Regions from separate parts of the Mus musculus genome. Here regions 1, 2, 3, 5, 6 and 7 are each linked to region 4. The links are chromatin contacts, called in public Hi-C, HiChIP or PLAC-seq and promoter capture Hi-C maps. All regions are on one chromosome and are shown on one strand. Each heading gives the region's core, a stretch centred on a gene start, on an enhancer-like site or on the middle of the called end of the contact. The rest is flanking DNA. Distances are from core to core; before and after follow the strand shown.

Region 1 (2,889 bases), core at 37-2,536, 1.7 Mb after region 4:
AATGAGAAATGGAATACTTGGCCTTTTTCCGAGACAGGGTCTCTCTGTGTAGCCCTGGCTGTCCTGGAATTCACTCTGTAGACCAGGCTGGCCTTGAACTTAGAAATTTACCTGCCTCTGCCTCCCAAGTACTGGGACTAAAGGTGTGTGCCACCACAGCTGGCTATACTTGGTTATTGTGGTGGCTGGTTTTCAGTTTTTAGCTAACTACTTCCAGATAGACACGCCCATCTGATCAATGTTAGAGTGCTAGATTGTCTTTTCAAACGTGATTTTGGGAGGAAAGTTGATTTTTCTGAAGGTCACCTGATCAGGATTGTCAAGGACAAAAAGCCCTTACCAAATCAATAAAGTAGCTTCATTTTTTCTCAAATGAATTCAAAGTTTTTCATTTTACATTTTGAGACCTCCTGCTGGCTGTCATTTAGTGGCTTTCTATATTCTATAATATATTTCTATATTCTCAGAATAGGGTCTAGGCTATTAAATGGTTAAAACACTCAATTTGGTCTGGCTTCCTTTTTAACTCTACAGTGTCACCTGCTAGTCCGTCTCCCGGCCAACTGTGTTCAACCAGTCAAACATAACTTTTTTTTTTTTTTAACTATGATTTTATGAACATTGTTCCTTCTGCCTTTTTAATCCTTTTTACCTAACTAAAACGAGCTCCCCTCCCCCAACTAGCTTTCAGCTCAGGCTAACTTCAGGGAATCTATGTCTCCCTTCCCCAGCTTCGTAGGGCTTCCCCTTGTGTATGCTTCATTCATAGTATCCCGAATTCCTTCACTCACGGTGGGTACACACCCCATTCTATTCGAGTTGCCTCTTCTGCTGTGTGCATTTGTCATCTGACAGCAGGCAGGCCACTTCCAGTTCATCCATACACCTAGTTGCTCTCACAGTGCTATGGAACAAGACAGGCGTTCAATGTTACTTCTTGAAAATAGGATATATAAACACCTGGAGATATGTTGAGTGGTTGAGAGAACAGGAGACAGCCATGTCAGGAGATGGTGCAGTTACAGCGTCCTGAGCCTCTGGAATACGCAGGACTCGTCTCACCCCTCAGTTAGTGACAGTTATGCTTCAAGCAAGAATGGCGAAGACGCTCAGGGCCGTCCGTGTTGGGCCGTCCGAGTACTGAAAAGAAAACGAGCCTTTGGAGGCGCACAAAGGTGAAGGGGCAAGGCCAAGAGCTCCATTTTACTTCCCCGCTCGAAGCTCCCGAGCAGTAGCTCCAAATGTTTATCCTGGTAACAAGCTGTTGATGCGTCATCACTTAGTGCCGGGTGGAGTGGGGAGGGGAGGGAGACGAGGCCCACGCGAAGGAAGTGACGTAAGAAATGTGCGCCCCGGAGAGCGCCGGCAGGTAAGCCGGAGGAGACCATGCTTCCCCGGCGCCTCCTGTTGGTCGGGGAGGGGAATTTCTCCTTCGCCGCTTCTCTGATCGACGGCCTGGATCCCAGCGTCAGTGTTACCGCTACCGGCTTCCAGCACCGGGCGGCTCTGGAGGGAGATCCGGTAGCGCTAGAGAACCTAAAGCGCCTGCGCGAACGAGGTAGCAAGTCCCAGCCCGCCCCGAGGGCCCGCCCGGAGCGTAAGGGTGTGGCTCGCGCGGGGAACTCGAGGGCGCCTCCTGGGGGCGCTCAGGCGGATGCGCGTGTGTGCTCAGGTCTGGGCTGGGCTGCATTGTTGGCAACCCAACCATGCATTGAGTGGTGGTGTTTGTCCAGGTTTACAGATCTTAAGACGTCTTTTGGTCTCTATTTCACGCCTTTAAACCTTGCCAGGTGTCGAAGTGCGTTTTGGTGTGGACTGTACCCAGCTGTCACATGCCTTGCCAGCCGACGATAGGGATTTTGATCGAATTTATTTCAACTTCCCGCACTGTGGACGAAAAGCTGGAGTAGCTAAGAACAGGGAACTGCTTGCCAAGTTTTTCCAGAGGTGAGGCAAGACGAGTCCTGGCATAGAAAATGTTTCCAGGTTCCCATAACCAAATCACTGCACACAAACTTTGTCGTTGGGGAAATAAGTTGCTAGAATACACGAGGAAAGAAGATAAAACCCAGAGAAAACCATAATCTTGTCTTAAAGATTTACGTATAACCCTAGATGTTAAAGTATAAATTACAAGGAAAAGGCAAGTTTATTTTTCAAAAATTAGTGTGTGTATGAGTGTGGCGGTCAGAGAACAACTTACAGAAGCGGGTCCTCCTTCCATCGTGTATCCAGGAGATAGAACTTTGGCTACTAGGCTTGGTGGCAAGCACCATTACCCAAATTGTGTGTGTGTGTGTGTGTGTGTTTTTAAATATGGATATGGGTGTTTTGTCGGCATGCATGTCTGTGCAACAGTTGTGTGCCTCCTTAGAGGACATTGGTTCCCCTGGGACTAGAGTACTGATTGGTGTCGCCATCATATGGGTACTGAAAATTGAACTTTTGAACAGCTAGTGCTCTTAACTGCTGAATCTTTCAGCCCACCTCAAAAAGGTTTTAAAAAATGCAAATCGTAAGAGTCAGTATAGCTTGATGACGACAAGATTGGATTTAAGAGTCACATGGCCTAGGTTCAAATCCTAGCTCGCTGCTTACCAGTTAAAACTGTCGTCAGGTGTAGCCCTTACCTGCTTCTCCTCCCACCCCAATCTATAAACTGGCTATTAATAGCAGCTTAAAGTGATTATGAATTTAAAATAGTACTTTAACATCAGTATTCCAAACTGTATTCGGCTCCACTGGGCTATAGGTGTTGAGAAACTTTTAGCAAAGGCAGTATTTTAAGTGGGAGTTGAAGTATAGATGAGTGTGTATGGTGATTATTAGAGCCAGAGCCTTGTGCATGGTGATAGTGCTCAGCCCAGCCCTGAGCTATAGAATAGGCAG
Region 2 (3,235 bases), core at 541-3,040, 1.6 Mb after region 4:
CTTTCACCATTATGATACCCAACTATGGTGCATGTAAGGATGAAGGGATGATGTACATTAGTCTTTAAAATTGCACAAAGCTGCTCAAAATTTGTTTTCCATGAGCACCATGTTATTCAGTCTTCACGATTCTCTGTCAAGTAGTCAAGATCCATGACGGATCAGTTCCAGGACCCTAAAGGTACTAAATCCAAGTATGGCCTGGTAAAGCATTTGCCTAGCCTAAGAGCTACCCTGGATAAAGTCCCTCGGTGACATCCATGCACACACAAAGCAATCCTAGGGCGCTCATTCCTCTTTTAGACTAGTATAATATTTGTATAGAAACTATGCTCCTGTGTATTTTAAAATAGGACTGTTTTTTTAGTCAGGTTCTTAAGTGGCCTCGGCCAGCCCTTAACTCATCTTCTTACTGCCACCACCTGCCAACAGACATGCTCTTCCAGTTAGGATGAGTGAGGGTATTTAGATTAATTATAATACTTAAAACTATGCAAATGTTATGTAAATGTTACGATGGAGATTAAAATAATGACCAAAGTGGGAAAGGTCTGTACGTGATCGATACAGATACAATATGATTCCCCAGACATTTTCGGTTGGCCTTTTAACCTATGGGGATCCCCGAGTTTGGACTCTACCCCAACTCCTCAAAATCAAATTCCTTAAAGCCGTAACCTGCCCCCAGGCTGCATGGACTCAGGCAACGGGTGTGTTAGTGTCCCGGCTAGAAATCAAATCTCAAAACTCCCCAAAATTCGCTTGCAAAGATATAAACACGAAGATTTGAAGGCATCAAACACCACGTATGTCAACAGTAAAAAAATAAACTGAATTGTAAAAAAGTTTTTAGATGACCTAAATATCTCTACTCAGGACATTTTGTTTCCTACACTGTACGGAACTTTCCAAAACCCAGAAGACAACGATATTCACATGTGTAGCTAGCAGGGGCTTGGTGCCACTGTCCCGATGCTCACTCACCCCTCGATCCTGAGGAAATCAGGCATCCTGTTAGTGTGAGACGAAGAACCACTCCATTACAAGATCTCCTCCGACCCAGGAAGCCAAGGAGTCAGGGCTGAAAGGCAGCTCTGCAGCTTCACCCGAGTCCTTCGTGAAAACGCAGCCTTCCCACCGGTTACTGTGCCCTCCTCACCCGAGGCCCAGGCTACGGCTGCCTTCCCCCAGCCGAGCCCGCCCGGCGGCTCGCTCTCGGGGACCCAGGCCAGAGGAGGCGCAGGCGCGGAAAGCGGCCTGCGGGCGGGCGGACCGGGGCATTCCCCGCTCTCGCTGGGCTGGGCCGGCGCCCGGCGGCTCGCTTTCACTCCCGGGACAGAATGGGGACACAGGGCTTGGGCACGGCCTTCCGTTGGGCCCCAGGAAGTATCTAGAGTGCCTCGGGGGGAGCTTGAGGTTTCCAAGGGGACGTGGGGGAAAGCGCCCCCATGTCTGTCAGCGGGCTCCCTGCCCCGCCGCAGCCCCGGCGCTCTCGGCGGCCTTCCCTCGCAACGCCCTCCCGACACAAACACACACACACACACACACCCATACCGTGCGCCGCAGCCTCGCGTGGCGGGGTGGGAGAAAAGGTGGCGGCTTCCTTCCGGGCCGGAAGTCGTGCTCCGGAGAAACGCTTCCCTCCCACCGGAGACTCCCACAGAGCGGGCTCGCCGGTCGCCGTGGAAGCTGACGGGTGCAGGAAGGAAGGCGGCGCTCTCCCGAGAGACAAGCGGGACGGCCTGCGGAGGAGCCAGTCCGGACCCGGAGAAGAGAACCGGAACTGGATATAGAGACACAGCTCTACTTTGCGCTCTCCGGACCCAGTTAGATGGTGTACCGGGACTGGTTACCATGGTAACCGGAGTCGCAGTTTGTCGGCAAACTGAGAGAAGACGTGCGCGTTTCCCCCACGTTTGGATTAAGTGTGTATTCGTTGTTGATTTAATCTAACTTTAATATATAATTTGAAGACTCTAAACCTCTTTTTAAAAATATTGGGAACTTTCTCTTTTGCAGAAGGAGGGTGATTGAAGGAGGGCGGAATCTTTGACTATTGCTCTCACATAATGTTCCAGCTTTAAATATTAGTGTTCTTAATCCTTATCTTTTTTTTAAAGATTCATTTATTTATTATATACAGTGTTCTGCATATATAGCTCTATGTCAGAAGAGGCGCCAGATCTCATTATAGAATTGTGAGCTACCATGTGGTTGCTGGGATTTGAACTCAGGACCTCTAAAAGAGCAGTCAGTGCTCCTAACCGCTGAGCCATCTCTCCAGCCCCCTCATCTTTATTTTGAGTATATACACTGCTTGCTCAAGGCAACATAGATGTCTGAAGTTTGCAAGAACGTAAGCATACTGGCTCCAGTGCGCCTACTTTTAACTACTATACTGTCTGTCTATGTATCTGTCTCCCCCGACCCCAGTCTCTCTACCCGTCTTTCTTTCACGCACACACACACACCCCTACCTCACAATTCCAGGTCTGGAAGGCACCAAGTCAGCCAATATCCAACTATTGGAACAAAAGTCCTTTCTGTTCCCTCTGTATTTATGAAGACCAGACGGAAGTACAGGTACAACGTAGGAATTTAGGAAGTGGTTCTACTCACAGACTGTAGGAAAGCCAAGATAAAGCAGTATGGGTGTGCAATCTTTTAGTTAAGACCCGCAGCACACTTGCAAAAGCCTTCCTCCTTCCCTGAAAGAAGAAACAGGGCAGTAAATACCTTACATGCCTTTTCTCAAGTCCTGTCTCTCTGCAGGTTCCAAAGGCCTGTCTCATCACCATCATGACGGTGTCCTCAAAGGGTCTTCTTACCCACATTTCCCAGTTCTGGAATATGCTCGATGATTTGGCTGAAAATGACCCCGAGCGCTACCGGAACTTCATTCAGCAGGAGTTGAAAGATGGCAAACAGCTCTGTGTCAACCCAGAACCTCAACTCTGCATACAGACCAAGATCCTAGTATGTAGAACTGATGCAAGGAAGGAGAGGTCTTCAGTAAAACTACTCTGGGTTAGCCAGGGGATACAGTAGCCTTTTCTAGCGCTACTTTAACACAAGAGAAGTTTACTAAAACTCTCTGAACAGAAAATGAAACCACATGGAAGATTTCACTGAAGGAGTAAAAATAAGAAATTCATACTTGGTATTTTAGAAATCCCCTAATGCAACTTTATTGTCCTGATAGGTGGAAAATAGTGCTATAATTAATTAAGGTTTT
Region 3 (3,046 bases), core at 368-2,867, 1.5 Mb after region 4:
GTCATTACAGATGTTTGTGAGCCACCATGTGGTTGCTAGGATCTGAACTCAGGACATCTAGAAGAGCAGTCAGTGCTCCTAACCGCTGAGCCGTCTATCCAGCAAGGAGAATATTTGAGAAAGTCATATATTTTGATTAATGTGTTTTTAGGCTTCCCTTCTTTTCTTTCTTTCATTGGGTTATAGAGGACAATTTTAAGGTTTGTCCCCCAAATAGAATGTATTGGCTATGACCCAGGTGAGTTTTTAAAATTCTAATGTAACCTGTTTTTCTCCTCCCCAAAGAAATCAAGGTTGTATAAACGAGATCTACTACCTGGGTCTCCTTCCCTGGTTCTTATTAAAGGAACTACACTGCAAGGTCCTCTAAACTAAATTAGGCAAAATCTAAATAGTGTAATAGGAAAATAATGATTTAAACTTTGTAAGTAAAATGAAATAATAGGAATATTTTCAAATTAAACATTTGGCCTAGAGTGGCATGATTTCAGAGCTGCTAGGCCAAGGGGATTGCACTATTGCCGGGTGGAAGACAATGCCCTGGTGGAATCATCTGCCCCCGTCTCTATGGAGTAAGTTAAACCATTGCTTACATATCTCAGAAGCTCTTCCACCCAGCCCTAACTCTAACAAGTTACCTAAGCTGACCTTGAACTCACTCTGAATTACCCAAGTGGGCATCCTGTCTCATCTGCCCTTGTAACTGGTGTTACAGGCCTGTGCCATCACTCTGGATTACAATGCTATTATTAAAGCATTATTTTATCACGGTGTGTGCATATGCATGAAACAGGTGTGTGGAAGTCAGAGCACCACTTTTGTGGAGTCACTTCCTTCCACCTTTATGTGGGGTCTGGGAATTGAATTCAGGTCTCCAAATATGGATGGCAAATCCCCAGAACCTTCTCCCCAGCTACATAACACTACTGACGTCATACTTGCTTTATTTCCTTTTTGCCTTTTTGAGACAGGGTCTCATAAAACCCATACTGGACTACAACTCACTGTGTAGCTAGGAATAACCTTGAACCTCCTGCCTCCACCCTGATCCCCTGGCCTTTACCTACCCAAAGTGATTACTGGTGTACAGGAACACACCCCAGTTTAAATATTTTCTTATCTGATAACAATGTTACCAAGGTATTAAGGAGCCTTGTTACTATTTGTGATATGAACAATCTCTAGGTGTACAAGCGAGAGGCAAGAATACAGTGTTAAGGCGACCAAAGTGCCACCATGATAAGACGTGAGGAGAATGAACTTCTCAAAGCATGGTTAATAGTGCTGAGAAGTGGGTGGGAAGAAGGCATGCATTCACCTTCATGGCTGTCAACATGAGCACCCCGAGAATGGTGCCCTTGTTACATCATTACATCTACTACCTAAGAACAAAATAATCCTGGAAGCACGTGGGCTCTTTAGAAACACAGTCCTTTCTGAGAACTGTGACCACACTTAGTGAAACCTCAAGTCTTGGTCCCCCAGCCTCCCTGCTCCCTAGCCCTCCTCCCCGGTCACTAGCCCTCTAAGCCCTCCCCTGCCCTTGACGAGGCTGTCCTCTGCTCATGCTGCACTGGGTGACATCACTGTGAAACCTCCAACAGCAGCACAAACCAGATCCTCCAGCCTCTGCCATGCTTTGTCTTGCCCACGGCATCTGAGTCACTGGACGATAGGAGCTAAGTTTTGTTCAGCTTCTAAACCCACAACTGACTCATATTAGAGAGTGGTTAAATGATAAACAAGTTCAAGTATTGTGGGAAAGAGTTTTTTGTTTCTTTCTCTGTTGATATTCCAATTTTTTAATTTTTTTTTTTTCCCCTTCCCTTTCTCCCTCTTGCTCCAGCCCTGCTCACTCCTGTCCCCGCTCACTCCTGTCCCGCTCACTCCGGCCCATAGGGTTTTTTTGTTTGTTTGTTTGATTGATTGATTGATTGATTGATTGATTGATTGTTTCTCTTTTCAGATAGATGGTTGTGAGCCACCTTGTGGTTGCTGGGATTTGAATTCATGACCTCCAGAAGAGCAGTGAGTGCTCTTAACCACTGAGCTATCTCACCAGCCCTGTTATTCCAATTTTTAAAGGGCTACACAGAGCCATGTACAAGCCAGCCAAGCTCCCAAACACTGAGCCACATCTCTAACCTCTGGTTTTTGTGACAGGGTCCCACTATGTAGCCCAGGGAGGCTCCCCTCTAATTTGTGACCCTATAGCTTTGGCTTCTCAATGTTGAGACTGCAGATGTGTATCACCAGGCCCATCTAGGAGTAGTTAATTAATAAATTATTTTATATGTACAGATATTTTGACTGCATGTATGCCTACTGCCTGTTGAGTCCATGAGAGGGCGCCAGGTCTCCTGGGACTGGAGTTAAAGATGGTTGTGAGCTACCATGTGGGTGCTGAGAATGGACCTGGGCCCTCTTGAAGAGCAGCCCGTGCTCTTAACCATTGAGCCATCTCTCCACACATAGGAGTGTTTTTCTAGGGTAACTGAATCCTTCTCTAAGGTCATTCACCTAATAACTAAACACTCACTACAGTAAATATTAGTCATTTTAAAATCCAATTTTTGTCCCTGGTGTTTACTGTATTCCAGACAAATCACTTTTGAAAATGTGTAATATATATAATATATATATGTATATATATTATATATATATATATATAGAGAGAGAGAGAGAGAGAAGACAACATGAGCCATTATCTCACTTGTGATGAATCACTAGAGTCCTGCCCTTCTACTCCTTCTTCTAAAGTCTTCCTTCTACTCTCATATTTTTTTAAACCTAGATTTTGCATCTGAGAAAAATATATTTGTCATTCAGAGTCTGGCTGACTTCACTTAAGACGGTGACTTCCAGTTTCAGCCATTTTTCCATCTCTAATGTAATTCTTCCTTTTTACAGCTGAATAATACTCTGTTGTGTAAATATACTACATCTTTATCTACTCACCTGCTGATGGGCACCAAGGCTGATTCTATAAGTTAGTTGGCCCTTGTGAAAAGTGGCATGAGTAATGCAGATAGGCAGGTATCCCTAC
Region 4 (3,033 bases), core at 50-2,549:
TCCAGGAAGGATGCTGGAGACAGATAACATCTGTTCTAAATCCCTACTGATTGAATTACCTGTATCTGCACCCTTGTCTCTGTTAATTTTATACTTTATGGTATTGCTGCACTAATGGCATTCCATTTGGCTATGTAAAACACTTGCTTGCTCTGCTGGTCAAGTAACAAAAAGTGTATAAAGGGGACAAGGATGCTCTTACAGCACGCATCCCTCTCCTACAAAGAGTGTCACGTTGGTAATAATGCCCAGTGGCTGTCTTTCAGGTCAGCCTGTTTTGCAAAGTGAACGAGTGATCTCATCTTCGCGGAACACTCTTTTGACCTTCAACAATGAAATAGTTCTAAAAAGCTATGGCTAGCTGGACATAGTGGAATAAGTGTATAATTCCTGTATACAGGAGGCTGAGGCAGGAAGATAGCTATGAATTTGATGCCTTCCAGGGCTACAGAAACCACGTCTCAAAACAGAGCCAAAAAAATCACTGAAAACTTTAAAATTAAACAACGATAAAAAGCCTTTGGTGAAATTTATTTGTAATCTCTGATAGGAAGTGATAAGAATCTTGTTCTAGGGGATTGCCCGGTGGCTAGAAGCACTCGTTGCCCTTACTCAGGACCAGGACTCAATTCCCAGCATCCACATGGTGGCTCATGTCATCTGTAAGTCCAGTTTCAGGGACTGGACTTACTTGCCTGCTTCTGACTTCCATGGACACAGCCAAAACATTCATACGTATCTTAGAAAGAAGGTTTTATAAAAGAATGTCTGTAGCACTTACAGGACCGTTACACTAAGTATAAATTTGTACCATATCCATGTATCAATATACTTAATATGAGGCACTATTAACAAACACTATTAGAAAGGTGCAATTGTGGGGATCCTTTCACTTATGTCACTCTCTCGCACAATTCCAGAGGGCAAAATTCGGGTAGACTTAGCTGCTGAGCCCAATGAATGAATAACAAAAAAGATCGAGATGATTCTGTAAGTATCGAGCTAGATAATCTCACAGGAAAACCTGAGATTACTGAGTATAGGGAGGGCCATAAAGGATTATTACCTGAAACATTCCGCAGTTTCTAGCGAAACCAACCCAACCCTACCCAAAATACAAGAAGAAAAAAACCGGCGGGAACAGACTGGCGTTTGAAAACCTGTAGGGAGCAGATGACGCCTGCGCACTTTGGTGCCTTCTAGACGCCACTGAAACAGCGGACGCCTGACGGCGCGAGGCCTCCTGGGAACTGTAGTGTGACCCTCTCCTGTGCGCGAGCGCCGGACCCCGTAGAACTCAGTTTCCCGGCAGGCCCTGCGGTGAGGCCGCTGGCGGGACCGGAGCTGCGGCGCTGGCAGCGGGGTTGACCTATCCTGTTTGTGTGGGTACGCTTCGTGGCGATGGCCTCTTTCGTGACAGAAGTCTTGGCCCACTCGGGGAGCCTGGAGAAGGAGGATCTGGGCACCAGGATCAGCCGCCTGACCCGGCGGGTGGAGGAGATCAAGGTGAGGGCGGGCCACAGGCTGCTGCCGCTGGGGAGAGCCGGGTGCGGAGCCTCCTGAGTTGGAGGCTCAGAAGTGTTGGGGGGCTGTTTGGAGCACGGCCGCAGAGCGGTTGGAGACCAGGGCCTGGGATTGTGAGGAGGAAAGGCCGTGGCTGTTTAGTGGTGGGGAGTGGGGCCAAGTTGGGCAAAAGTGAGCCGCTGATGGAGAAGACTGAAGAAACCTGCGGAGCCGGAGGTGGGACTGGAAGCCCGGATGTCCACTTAGGACAGGACAGCCGCCCTATCTGTCATCTCTACCCACTCCTTCATTTATGGATGGATGTAATAATTCTAGGAAAGTCGCGTCGTTCTCCTCGGATTTTCTTTTAACTGGTTGAATATGTTTATAAAAGTATTACTTCACGCACGGAACTTGAGGCATGCTGAGGGCTGATGAGCTGGTACCGGCATGAATATGCAACTCACAGCCATAGTTTTACTTCGTATTAGTGCTACCTGGCAAGCCAGGTCTTCAGTGGCTTTCTTTGAAAATGACGTGTACCTCACTAAGTCTGGACTTGGTAGGCGCTACCTAACAACTTTCTTCTTCTTCTTTTTTTCTTTCTTTCTTTTCTTTTCTTTTTTTTTTCCTAGACAGGGTTTCTCCGTGTAATAGCCCTCGTTGTCCTGGATTCAAGCTTTGTAGAACTGGCTGGTGTCGAACTCACAGAAATTCGCCTGCCTCTGCCTCCCGAGTGCTGAAATGGAAGGTCTCCACCATCCCACCCGCTCCTAACAATTTTTGATGTTAGAGTTCTTAATTTTATGTATTCATGCCACTGGCATTTCTGTAGTGTGGCTTACGGTTTTTTGTTTTTTAATGATCTAGGATGAGGACATTGCACTAGTATTTGTTTCATACATAAGTTTGAATCTTCAGTCAACTGAGAACTACTTTCTGTGCCTCAAGCAGGCATAGTCCTTGCACCTCCAGCTTTTTACCACTTTAAATGTATTTCTACACACACACACACACACACACATACACACACACACACCTCTTCCATCTCAGTTGTAGCCTCCTGCATAAAACAAATGCCTGACTTTTCTCCTGAGTCTTCTCTTTTGTACTGGGATGCTTTGTAACTGCTGAAGTATTACACTTCAGCCCCGTTTTTTGGCCAGTTTGGAGAATAGTATCTTTCCTACATAAAAGGAATTAGTTTATGGGCAAGCATAATTTACATCGTGCAGCGTGTTCAAGAAGATATTAAGTTGCTTTGAATTAAGGGAGATAACAAGACTCAATCCTTTATAAAAATTTATTTTATTCATGTGTGTATGTCTGTGGGCGCATGTGTGTGGTAGTGTGGGTGTGGAGGTCAGAGGACAGCTTGTGGGAGTCAGTTCTTTGGTTTTACAGTGTGGGTCCCGGGAGTTGAACTTCGGTCATCAAGCTTGGTGGCAAGCACCTTTACCATTGGAGGCATCTCCCTAGCCCTCTTATCATTTGAGAAGTTTTAAAATGAAAATTTTGTAACCCAGAAGA
Region 5 (2,979 bases), core at 363-2,862, 1.5 Mb after region 4:
GAGAGAGAGAGAGAGAGAGAGGTCCGAGGAAATAGAAGCGGAGGTAGAAAAGCCACACTTAGTAGAGTAAAAGTACAAGCTATACTTAGACTGTATCTACTCTGAAGAACACACCAAAAAGAGAATTGGTGCCCTCGGCCTTTATTCCTTGTAATTATTACCTTCTCCGCAGCCCAGAGTGACAATGTGCCTCTGGCATGAAAGCAATATCCCATCCTTTCAGGCCAACCAAGGAGAAAATCCATCCTAATACTACTTGGGAGGCTGGATGGCCCAGTGGTTAAGAGCACTTGCTCCTGTACCAGAGGACCCAGGTTGGTTCCAGACTCAACCTTCTGCAGCCCCAGTTCCAGAGATAATCTGGTGCCCTCTTCTGGTCTCCATGGGCACTGCATTTAGTGTGTGTGTGTGTGTGTGTGTGTGTGTGTGTGTGTGTGTGTGTGTGTGTGTGTGTGTGTGTGTGTACACTTCTGCACGCACACACGTGCATGCATACACACATAGAAGAAATAACTGCATCAGATCCTCTGTGTACACATTATGGCTATTAGGTTGGTGTTTTTGTGAGCCTCTTAACAGTAGGAACGGGTGTATCTCTGACACTTTTGCCTGTTCTTGAGACTCTTTTCCTTCTATTGGAATGCCTTGTCCCAGCCTCCACTAGGATTTTTGCTTTGTCTTATTGTAGCGTGTTTTGTCCGTCTGGCTAGCCTCCCTTGGAGGGAGAAAATGGAGGGGGACTGGATCTAGAGGAGAGCTAGGAGAAGGGGAGGGAGGGGAAACTGCGGTTAGGATGTAGTCTATGAGAGAAGAATCTATTTTCAATTTTAAAAGCTTAAAGAAAAAAAAAAAAGATCTGGCTTCGGGACAGGGAGATGGCTCAGCGGGTGAGGTGCTTGATTCTGAGCCTGTTGACCTGAGTTGGGTCCCCAAAACTCACACGGTGAAAAGAGCTGACTCCTGCAGGGTGCCTTCCGACCTTCACAGGAGTGTGTTCCTCCCTGCATCTGAGCACATACAAGATAAGTGGCGCACGCCTTTAATCCCAGCACTCAGGAGGCAGAGGCAGGTGGATTTCTGAGTTCGAGGCCAGCCTGGTCTACAGAGTGAGTTCCAGGACAGCCAGGGCTACACAGAGAAACCCTGTCTCAAACAAACAAACAAACAAAAAGTAAGTGCTTAAGAATTCTTTTTTTGGCTCACTGTGTAGTCAGTTGAGGGCCAGTCACTCTGTGGCTGGAACTCTGGAGTGCCTATGGCACTGTCACCATTTAATCCATCTCACGCTTTAGCTCTGTGGTGGGGAAGGAGTCTCTAAAGCACTGCAGCCCGCACTTCTTGGAGCTCTGCACTTTACACTCGCTGTCGCCAGTTTGCTGTTAGCCCTGTGGTCACTTTGAAGCTCCTGCCTTTGGGTCATGTTTAACCTTCCAATTGGTTACCAACTGTGTAGCCTATACACTGACTCTTAAGGCCAACGCTGGCTCACTTTGAATCTGGCCACAGAAAGCCAGCACTTAAAAAAACAACAACACAAAACCCATACAGGGAGCTGGCAGGCTTTCACCACAGCACCTGAACTCTGCCTTGGTAGTCTGTAATTAGTTACTTATTATGTATTGTTTGCATTGCATGTGCTTATGCAGTTTGTAGGGTAAACAGTGGGTCATTTCACCTCCACCCTGTGGGTCCCGAGGCTCAAATTCAGGCTGTCATGCTCAGCAGTTAAATAACCTCACCTGCCGAGCCCTCTCGTCCTCCTGTATCTTTTTTATTATATCAGCTTTTCCTTTTAGTGGCGTGTGGTTCATGTGTGTCACAGCACAGCTGTAGAGATCAGGGAACAATGGGAGTCACCTTCCCACCACGTGAATCCCTGTCAGGCTTGGCAGCAGGTGTCTTTACCCACTGAGCCATCTCTCCGGCCCCTTTTCCAAGCCCGTGAGCTCTGATCATGCCGCCTGACATACTGATACAAATGGTTGCCCTTTCATGGAAACCCTTCCCGGCCTTGCCGCCCAGGCCATCCTCCGGGAGTGAAATGTACAGTGTGGTTCATCAAGGCTCACAGTCAGCGCACCCAGAACACAGACTGAGAAAGCTTGGCACTCACCCGAATGATAGCACAGTTCTAACCCCTACCACTCCACCTTCATGCTTAAGCTGCCCGTTTCTGCCCATCATGAGCCCTTTCGTCCCGTGGCATTCTATGTGAACTACTCATTTGCTAAGTCACACAAAGCTAAACTCAGTTCTAATTCCCAATTGTGGATGTACTTACTTTTAATTATTGTTTTTTGGGTTTGTTAAGTAAGGGTCTCACTCTGTAGCTGGCTTGGAACTTACTGTGGTCTACGTTGGCCTCAAACTCCCAGCAATCATCCCCCAGACTCGCAGAGAGTGGGATCACAGGCATCTACCACCATACCTGGCATAACCCTGGTTTTTTGTTGTTGTTGGGGTTTTGTTTGTTTTTTGTTTTTTCGAGACAGTGTTTCTCTAAGTAGCCCTGGCTGTCCTGGAACTCACTCTGTAGCCCAGGATGGCCTCAAACTCAGAAATCCGCCTGCCTTTGCCTCCCAAGTGCTGGGATCACAGGCATGCGCCACCACTGCCCGGCATAACACTGTTTTAATGAATAAAACTACAGCCTGCCTGGCAGGCCACTACTCAGGCTAGTCAGATGGCTTGAGCCCAGGATTTTGATGCTAGCCTGGGCAACAAACTAAGGCACCATTTGAAACTAGAACAAAACAAGTGAGTTTTGTGGTTTCACAACTGTAACTCCAGCACTTGAGGGGCAGAAACAGAAAGATTGCAAAGTTTGAGGCCATCCTGGTCTACCTACAGAGAATTTCAGATCAGTATGAGCTTGTAAGAGTCTATTTCAAACATGTAAGCACCAACCAAAACCCAAATATTAGAGAATACTAGCACATAAAAAAAAAGTACAATGTATTTTCATTATATAATATTTTA
Region 6 (3,218 bases), core at 471-2,970, 1.8 Mb after region 4:
AAGCCAAGCCACGCTTTGGGAGTCTGGGCTTGCTGGCCCAAGCTCAGCTTCTCTAGGCTTTGCTCTGCTCATGCCTCCAGTTTCTCCCCCTTTTTTTTTTTTTTTTTTTTTTTACCTTGTTTAGAGCCATTGAGACTGTAATTGCATGGTACCCTCTGTCTTCCATTTTGTGCATAAAAACATATTTTTCATTTAGCTTCCACCTCTGTTCATTTCTTAGGAGCCCAGAACAATGAAAGCTGTGCTGAAACTCACGCAAATACGGGTGCTGAAATCCTGTGCAGGGCTGATTCAGGTAGTCCCTGGGGGCCAGCTAGATGGCTCAGTGGATAAAGGCATGTGTCACCAAACCTGACAACCAGAGTTCAGTTACTGGAACCCACTTGGTAGAAGTAGATAACCCACTCCGCAAGCTGTCCTCTGACTACACTTGTTCAGTGGCTCATGTGTGTACATACCACACATATACACAGTTTTTGTAATTAAAAAAGATAGCCACCCCAGCAGTCCAGACCATGCCTTAAGTAAGTGAATCTAAAAATTATCAAAATAAAACGAGAGTCTTCAAGCATTCATTCGTGGACAGAAGTTGAAAAAACAAAAACCGCAAACTGAAGTCTGTTGGTTCTCAAGCTTTGACTATGAAAGGCTATCTCCTAGTAGGCATCCCATGCTTTAAAAAGAAAAAAAAAAAAACTTACCTCCTAAGTTGCATTTATTAATGACAATTTCCTTAAGGCACAAAATAGTGTCATCTGAGAACTTGTGACAGAGCTACCAATCTAAGTTGCTTATATCTAAGTCGAAAGGAGAGATAGTTACTTTGTGCCATTCCATAGGGCAAGTGGAACATTTTCCATTAAGTTCTGTGTAAAAAGGCCCAGGCCCACCTCCTCCTGGAGTCCTTTAGGGGGACTCCTGGAGGTCTAGGGAGGCCAGTTTACACCCGCACCGAACTGGGGTGAGTAAAACTGGGCCCAGTTATGTTAGGTTGTTGTGCTTCTTGGTAAAGAAGGAAAAAAAAAGAGAAGACAATACAACAGAAGGCGCCATTCCAGTACCACACTGAAAAGAAACACAAAAACAAGAGAGCAGCATGTTTTGAACAGCTTGCGTGGAAAAAATATTGACTGGGGAGTTTGGACAGCACTGTTCATTTTCTCTCACCGCCCTCATTATTTGTCTTAAGGAGCAGGAGCCAGCCACGATTTTGGCAAACAGGCCAGAGGAAGGTGTGTGTGTGTGTGTGTGTGTGTGTGTGTGTGTGTGTGTGCGCGCGCGCGCGCGTGTAGAGGCTTGTCGCCCAAGGGGAAATTAAGACCAAGACCCAGTGGCTCAGGGCCAGCATGAAGCCTGGGGGTGGGGGTGGAGGTTGGGGTGGAGGGGGAGGTGTTAAAGCTTCTTCCTCCTGGCCTGTCTCTGAGTTCTACTTGAGGCTCGGCATCCATCATTAAGGCCCGTCTCCTTCAGAGCACAGCAAGGAGACGATGAATCCCTGCCCTTGTTTCTTTCGGCTGGGGAAAGGATGCAGGGGTTCCATTGGTTTTTTCGGCCCGCCCTTCTTCTGGAGTTCAGACCTCCAGTTCCAGCAATGGGGGTCAGGCCGGAGCCTCCACGCGCAGGGAAAAAACTTGATTCCATCAGTTCCTCGGAGCCGGCTGATTGGATTTAGCCCCGCCTGTTTGTGTGTGGGGCGTGGCCTGAGCGCGGGGCGTGGCCTGAGCGCGGGGCGTGGTCTGGGCACGGGGCCTTCGGCGGCGACCAGCCAGAGGAGGAAGAACATGGCGGGCGCAGCAGGGCCAGGGTCCGGTCCGGGGGCAGCGGGTGGAGATGGAGACGATTCGCTCTACCCGATCGCGGTTTTAATCGACGAGCTCCGCAATGAGGACGTGCAGGTACTAGGCTGGGCTGGGGAGCCGAGGCGAGGGCGGAAGCGCACATGGTAGGGAAGCGGAAAGGCCGGCTCAGCCCTGGGGGCGACCCCCGGGGTGGCAGAGTCGTATTCAGCCCCGGGACGGAGGCGTGGGGCGGCGGGTGCGCGGTGGTCCGTCTCAGCTCCGCTGCCCTCCTCCGACCCTCTGGGGTGGTGGCGTCCATCTGCTCCCGGCAGTGGGCGGGGAACCGGTTCGCACCTCGGGTGGACCAGCGCAGGCGGGCTGCGGGGCCGCCGGGAGCGGAGGAGCGGCCCCCGGCCCCCGTTCCCTTTGAAGTGATGCGGAGTGTCCGTCCCCGGGCAAACTAGCTGGGCTGGTTGGGTGGAAAGAGCGCGGCGGCTGATTAACCCAGATGAGTGGTGCATCAGTTGTGATAGAACTTTTCCCTGAAAAGGGAGGAGTTGTGCTTAACCGTTTCTTTCACCCACTTCTCTCCATCCAGAGTTCTCTCTTTTCAGACCCTCTCATTGTCCGCGTGTTTTCATTCATTCGTTTCTTCCCCGGCCCTTCAGTGTTCTCCCTAAGATAGCTTCTGGCTAATGACGTGTTAAACGGTCCTTGAGTTTTCCTAGGATTAAGATCTAAGTGAAAGGCTCATTCATCATTATACTGTGTCCCAGTATCTCACCTATTTGCTTCTTTGACCAGAATTGCAATCATCTCTTTGCTTTGTTCTCCCTCCCACTTTGTTTTTAAAGCTCCGTCTCAACAGTATTAAGAAGTTATCAACTATAGCTCTAGCACTCGGGGTAGAAAGGACTCGAACGGAACTGCTGCCTTTCCTTACAGGTTTGTGTCCCTTGAAAGATACACGCTCCATTTCTATTGGCTTTTAAACTATTTTTATTTAATTTTCTTAGTTTGTTACCTAGAGTAGCGATAAGTACTAGACTGAGCCTTGCCTTCTGCAAGGTGTATAGAAATGCTACATATAGTCAGACATACTCAAACATAAACCGTGTAGCTAGTGGGAAGGTGATTGATGTGAAATATGGATTTCTTTGTAAATGATTTATTTTATATGCATTGGTGTTTTGCCTGCATGTGAAAGTGACAGATCCCCTGGAACTGGAGTTATAGGCAGTTGTTAAGTTGCCATGTGGGTGCTGGGCATTGAACGCTGCTTCTCTGGAAGAGCAGCCAGTGCCCTTAACCACTGAGCCATCTCTCCAGCTCCAGGATGTGAGTTTCTTAATAATTGTGTGAAACATTCAGGAAGACTTGTGGTAGTCATCTATAAGATGGAACACAGCTCCAATATAGCTCCAATATAGGAGCTAGAGA
Region 7 (2,906 bases), core at 21-2,520, 1.7 Mb after region 4:
AACCTTGGCTATCCTGAAATGGCCTGCCTCTGCCTTTCAATAGCTGGGATCAAAGGCATTCACTACCATGTTTATCCAAGTTTCCTTTTATTGCTGACTTCTGTATCTGTCACTTCCTGGTACCCAGCACATGCTCAGTTGATATTTGTTTAATAACCAACTAGATTAATAAACTAGCAGGCACAGGACTGGAGTCTAGTATTGTTTTCAAATTTTAGGTGCTTTCCAATGTATCTCACTTTTCTCTCTACATGTGATGTTTACCTGTAAATAAGTATTCTTTGAACTCTGACCCAGACATGGATCATATAGCTAAGAGGCAGCTGACAGGATGAAGCCATATTTGGGAGTTTGTAGTGGTGGTGAACACCCTGGGGGGAAAGTTACAAAAACCACAAATAATCTATTATTTGGTGGGGTTTTTTGTTGTTGTTGCTGTTGTTTTTATTTTGTATTTTTTGTTCTTACTAGCTTTCGATCTCTAAAACCAACCTATGATACAAATAATAGGGACTGTATATTTTTAAAAAAATCGAGGACCCAGTGAATTGACTGGACTGCATGAGGCCACACAGCAAATAGCATGAAAGTTATATTCACAGTTCCAGTGGATTCTCTTCCTTCCCACTTCTGCAGTTTCAAACAAACATTTGTCCAAATTCAGTTGCTCAATCCATGGTCACATCTCTGATTACCTAGTGAGGAAAGTATGGGCCCTGAAGTCTAGCCTCCGCGCTTGGAATCTTGTTTTACCTGCTAAGCTACTAGCCATGTGACTGACACTACCTTCTCTGAGCCTCCGCTCCTTAACCGGCCAAGATGGGAACAACGGTAAGACCACTCACTCACAGAAGACCTGGGACAATTAACCCAGATTAGAAAGTGACTGCACATAGAGAGCACTCCAATGCTCCCGTTATTATGATCTGCGGAAGAATAAAAAAGGAGAGAGCATCGGAAGGAAGGAAAGGAGAGAAGAGAGAAACCAGGCTGGCCCACCGGTGCAGCCAACCTCTGGCCACTCTCCAGCTTGCTGTGTTTTCCAAGCGTCCTAAGGCACCGCTCTCTGCTCCACCTAGGACGTGGCAGGTGGAGGAAGGCACGGACGGTCTCCAGGCTGTCTGATTCTCAGGGTTTCATATCCACCACCGGAGGCGGTCCCCTCCACCTTTCGGCCCTACTCACCAGGTTCCCCCACAGCAGAGCCGGTTTCCCATGGCGGTTGTGTCTCCCAGGGAGCCCAGCTGGTTTTCAGACATAAAGAGGTTTGCGCATTTCCTGGTTCCCGGCTGAGCGAACGGCAACGGCTCCCAGGAAGTCTGTCAGGATCAGATTTCAACCGAGTAGGTTGGACCTTGGAAGCCACCTGGTGGAATGATTCCCAAGTGACTGTTCGCAGCCAAAGGGCAGGAAGACACACGGGCTCCAGGTGAGAGTTATCTCACCTTAGGGATTTGAAACTCCTTTTGATGAAGCTGCAAGCTTCGATTTATAAAGAAACCTGAGATACAAAAGGGCTCTGAGTTTCCATAGGAAATGTGTCTCTCTGTATCGCACGGCCTTTGAAATAGACCCTCCATAAGGGAGTCAAAGCTCGGCCACTACGTTTGCCCTACCACACTCAGGTTTGAGTTTCACTGTCAAGGTAATTGGTACTAGTTTCTGATGTCCTCAATTTGGGTTTGAATCCTAGAGGCTTTTGGAACCTGAAATGTAGGAAAATGGAATGCTCTCATATTCCCACGACTAGAATTAATAATGTGCGCATATCTCCTAACCATTTACCATCTAGATTTCCAGCACACCAAGGCATAAGTACTGAATGTATTACTTAATCCTCTTTCTGGTATAAACCAGATGGCTAACTGATTGGCACGGAGCACTCAATGTTCTCTCCCCAGTCCAGGACCATGAAATCTCTACTTACCCCTGCTTGTAGCTTCTGCTTCCAATGACCCAAAATTGGATTCACTCTTCCCTGGCCAGAAACTATGAGGCAGCTGAATGAATTCCCCTGAGACAATATGTTACCAGGTTGAGTATGGTGTATACCTCCTGGCACTCGGGAGGCAGGAGGATGAGGATCTCTGAGAGTTTGAGGCCAGCCTGGGCTACAGGAGCAAGTTTCAGGACAGCCAGGAATTCATAGAATTCATAGAGGTACCCTGTCTTAAATAAACAGAAACAAACAAGAGAGAAAGAAAGGAAAGAGAGAAGGGAGAATATGTCTCTAAGAAAATCTTTGAAACCTGCAATTCCGATCTTCAATATTTTCTTGGCATTTTGAGTATTGTCCTGGAATATTCATAGTCAGCCCTGAACTCCATGGAGTACACTGGATTCTGAATTCCTCCTCATCTTGGGAAAAACGGGCCTGAGAGTGGCCACTTCATAGGGCTGTGATAACTGAATGAGGTATGTGTGTACAAAGCTTCTGAACAGGCCAGACGCATGGGACGCCCTCAGTAAGTCTTAACCATTGTTACTACTATTGTTCTCAGTGATCAGATGGCTAAGCATTGTATTCTACTATCTCATGTTCCAATCCTGCAGGCCATTCCGTATCCTACTATTAACTACATTCCTTTCATCCTGTAACCTGCGTCCCTGTCTCAAAAGCCAGTAATAATTTCCTATCACTTACAGGATAGAACTCTCAAAGCCCTTCATAATTTGCTTCACTTCCATCCAACCTCTTTGGCAGCTTAAAGGATCTTACCCAGATTTTTAGAGGGCCAGAAACTGCACAGAAAAGACAAAAAAGCACCCGGTACACCTTAAAACACAGCAACCGGAGTGTAGAGGGTTAACAAAGCCTGGAGAGGATTGTATCGAAATCCAACCCAGTTAGTCCTTATCTGGAAGTCTTTGAGACTTCTCATTGACGTTCAGGTTCTATTGTCAGT

What was found. Promoter capture Hi-C pulls out the DNA fragments that hold promoters and counts their contacts. A called contact is a pair of places that touch in the nucleus more often than the background predicts. HiChIP or PLAC-seq counts read pairs in DNA pulled down with a chosen protein or histone mark.
Region 1: a Hi-C map of B cells shows a contact between it and region 4, with 7 read pairs. The contact joins the promoter of 1110032A03Rik here to the promoter of Zw10 in region 4. A contact is called at or near these places in 7 of 39 promoter capture datasets (cranial neural crest, embryonic stem cells, erythroid cells and 4 more), 1 of 484 Hi-C or Micro-C datasets (B cells), 3 of 115 datasets of contacts at active chromatin or transcription factors (astrocytes, embryonic forebrain and large pre-B cells) and 2 of 9 other capture datasets (adipose tissue and liver).
Region 2: a promoter capture Hi-C map of embryonic stem cells shows a contact between it and region 4, with 6 times the contacts expected there. The contact joins the promoter of Nkapd1 here to the promoter of Zw10 in region 4. A contact is called at or near these places in 11 of 39 promoter capture datasets (3T3-L1-derived adipocytes, cranial neural crest, embryonic stem cells and 7 more), 2 of 484 Hi-C or Micro-C datasets (LSK cells and embryonic stem cells), 13 of 115 datasets of contacts at active chromatin or transcription factors (astrocytes, differentiating embryonic stem cells, embryonic forebrain and 7 more) and 2 of 9 other capture datasets (adipose tissue and embryonic stem cells).
Region 3: an H3K27ac HiChIP or PLAC-seq map of the NIH/3T3 cell line shows a contact between it and region 4, with 14 times the contacts expected there. The contact joins the enhancer-like site here to the promoter of Zw10 in region 4. A contact is called at or near these places in 5 of 39 promoter capture datasets (cranial neural crest, embryonic stem cells, frontonasal cranial neural crest and 1 more), 5 of 115 datasets of contacts at active chromatin or transcription factors (the NIH/3T3 cell line, embryonic forebrain, embryonic stem cells and 1 more) and 1 of 9 other capture datasets (macrophages).
Region 5: a promoter capture Hi-C map of liver shows a contact between it and region 4, with 5 times the contacts expected there. The contact joins the enhancer-like site here to the promoter of Zw10 in region 4. A contact is called at or near these places in 11 of 39 promoter capture datasets (the 3T3-L1 cell line, 3T3-L1-derived adipocytes, the C10 cell line and 5 more), 2 of 484 Hi-C or Micro-C datasets (LSK cells and embryonic stem cells), 13 of 115 datasets of contacts at active chromatin or transcription factors (astrocytes, differentiating embryonic stem cells, embryonic forebrain and 7 more) and 2 of 9 other capture datasets (adipose tissue and embryonic stem cells).
Region 6: a promoter capture Hi-C map of pre-B cells shows a contact between it and region 4, with 6 times the contacts expected there. The contact joins the promoter of Ppp2r1b here to the promoter of Zw10 in region 4. A contact is called at or near these places in 2 of 39 promoter capture datasets (liver and pre-B cells).
Region 7: a promoter capture Hi-C map of embryonic stem cells shows a contact between it and region 4, with 3 times the contacts expected there. The contact joins the promoter of 2310030G06Rik here to the promoter of Zw10 in region 4. A contact is called at or near these places in 8 of 39 promoter capture datasets (the C10 cell line, cranial neural crest, embryonic stem cells and 5 more) and 3 of 115 datasets of contacts at active chromatin or transcription factors (embryonic forebrain, extraembryonic endoderm stem cells and stem cell-derived neural progenitor cells).

Annotation. Positions count from the first base shown.
Region 1 is chr9:50,766,898-50,769,786 of GRCm38.p6, forward strand. It overlaps 1110032A03Rik (RIKEN cDNA 1110032A03 gene), which reads right to left and starts at 1,287. Exons shown (of 4, transcript NM_023483.4): 1 at 961-1,287. The coding sequence starts at 1,002. Fdxacb1 (ferredoxin-fold anticodon binding domain containing 1) reads left to right here and starts at 1,341. Exons shown (of 5, transcript NM_198675.2): 1 at 1,341-1,558; 2 at 1,791-1,947. The coding sequence starts at 1,387.
Region 2 is chr9:50,615,674-50,618,908 of GRCm38.p6, forward strand. Nkapd1 (NKAP domain containing 1) reads right to left here and starts at 1,791. Exons shown (of 6, transcript NM_212449.2): 1 at 1,555-1,791. It overlaps Pih1d2 (PIH1 domain containing 2), which reads left to right and starts at 1,648. Exons shown (of 6, transcript NM_028300.2): 1 at 1,648-1,925; 2 at 2,773-2,976. The coding sequence starts at 2,800.
Region 3 is chr9:50,568,729-50,571,774 of GRCm38.p6, forward strand. The region is part of intron 2 of Il18 (interleukin 18); the gene reads left to right. Among named protein-coding and RNA genes, the nearest start is that of Tex12, 9.0 kb to the left of the region's middle. Within about 2 kb of position 1,618, at least 33 of the 459 cell types and tissues checked have an H3K27ac peak or open chromatin away from gene starts, as enhancers often do. A contact at or near this core is called in the NIH/3T3 cell line, where this site is marked.
Region 4 is chr9:49,054,282-49,057,314 of GRCm38.p6, forward strand. Zw10 (zw10 kinetochore protein) reads left to right here and starts at 1,300. Exons shown (of 16, transcript NM_012039.2): 1 at 1,300-1,506. The coding sequence starts at 1,402.
Region 5 is chr9:50,593,384-50,596,362 of GRCm38.p6, forward strand. Sdhd (succinate dehydrogenase complex, subunit D, integral membrane protein) reads right to left here. Exons shown (of 4, transcript NM_025848.3): 4 at 2,957-2,979. Among named protein-coding and RNA genes, the nearest start is that of Sdhd, 9.0 kb to the right of the region's middle. Within about 2 kb of position 1,613, at least 56 of the 459 cell types and tissues checked have an H3K27ac peak or open chromatin away from gene starts, as enhancers often do. A contact at or near this core is called in erythroid cells and liver, where this site is marked.
Region 6 is chr9:50,855,204-50,858,421 of GRCm38.p6, forward strand. Ppp2r1b (protein phosphatase 2, regulatory subunit A, beta) reads left to right here and starts at 1,721. Exons shown (of 15, transcript NM_028614.3): 1 at 1,721-1,895; 2 at 2,633-2,723. The coding sequence starts at 1,782.
Region 7 is chr9:50,745,257-50,748,162 of GRCm38.p6, forward strand. It overlaps 2310030G06Rik (RIKEN cDNA 2310030G06 gene), which reads right to left and starts at 1,271. Exons shown (of 4, transcript NM_025865.3): 1 at 1,186-1,271. The coding sequence starts at 1,217. It also overlaps a transcript of Cryab not described here.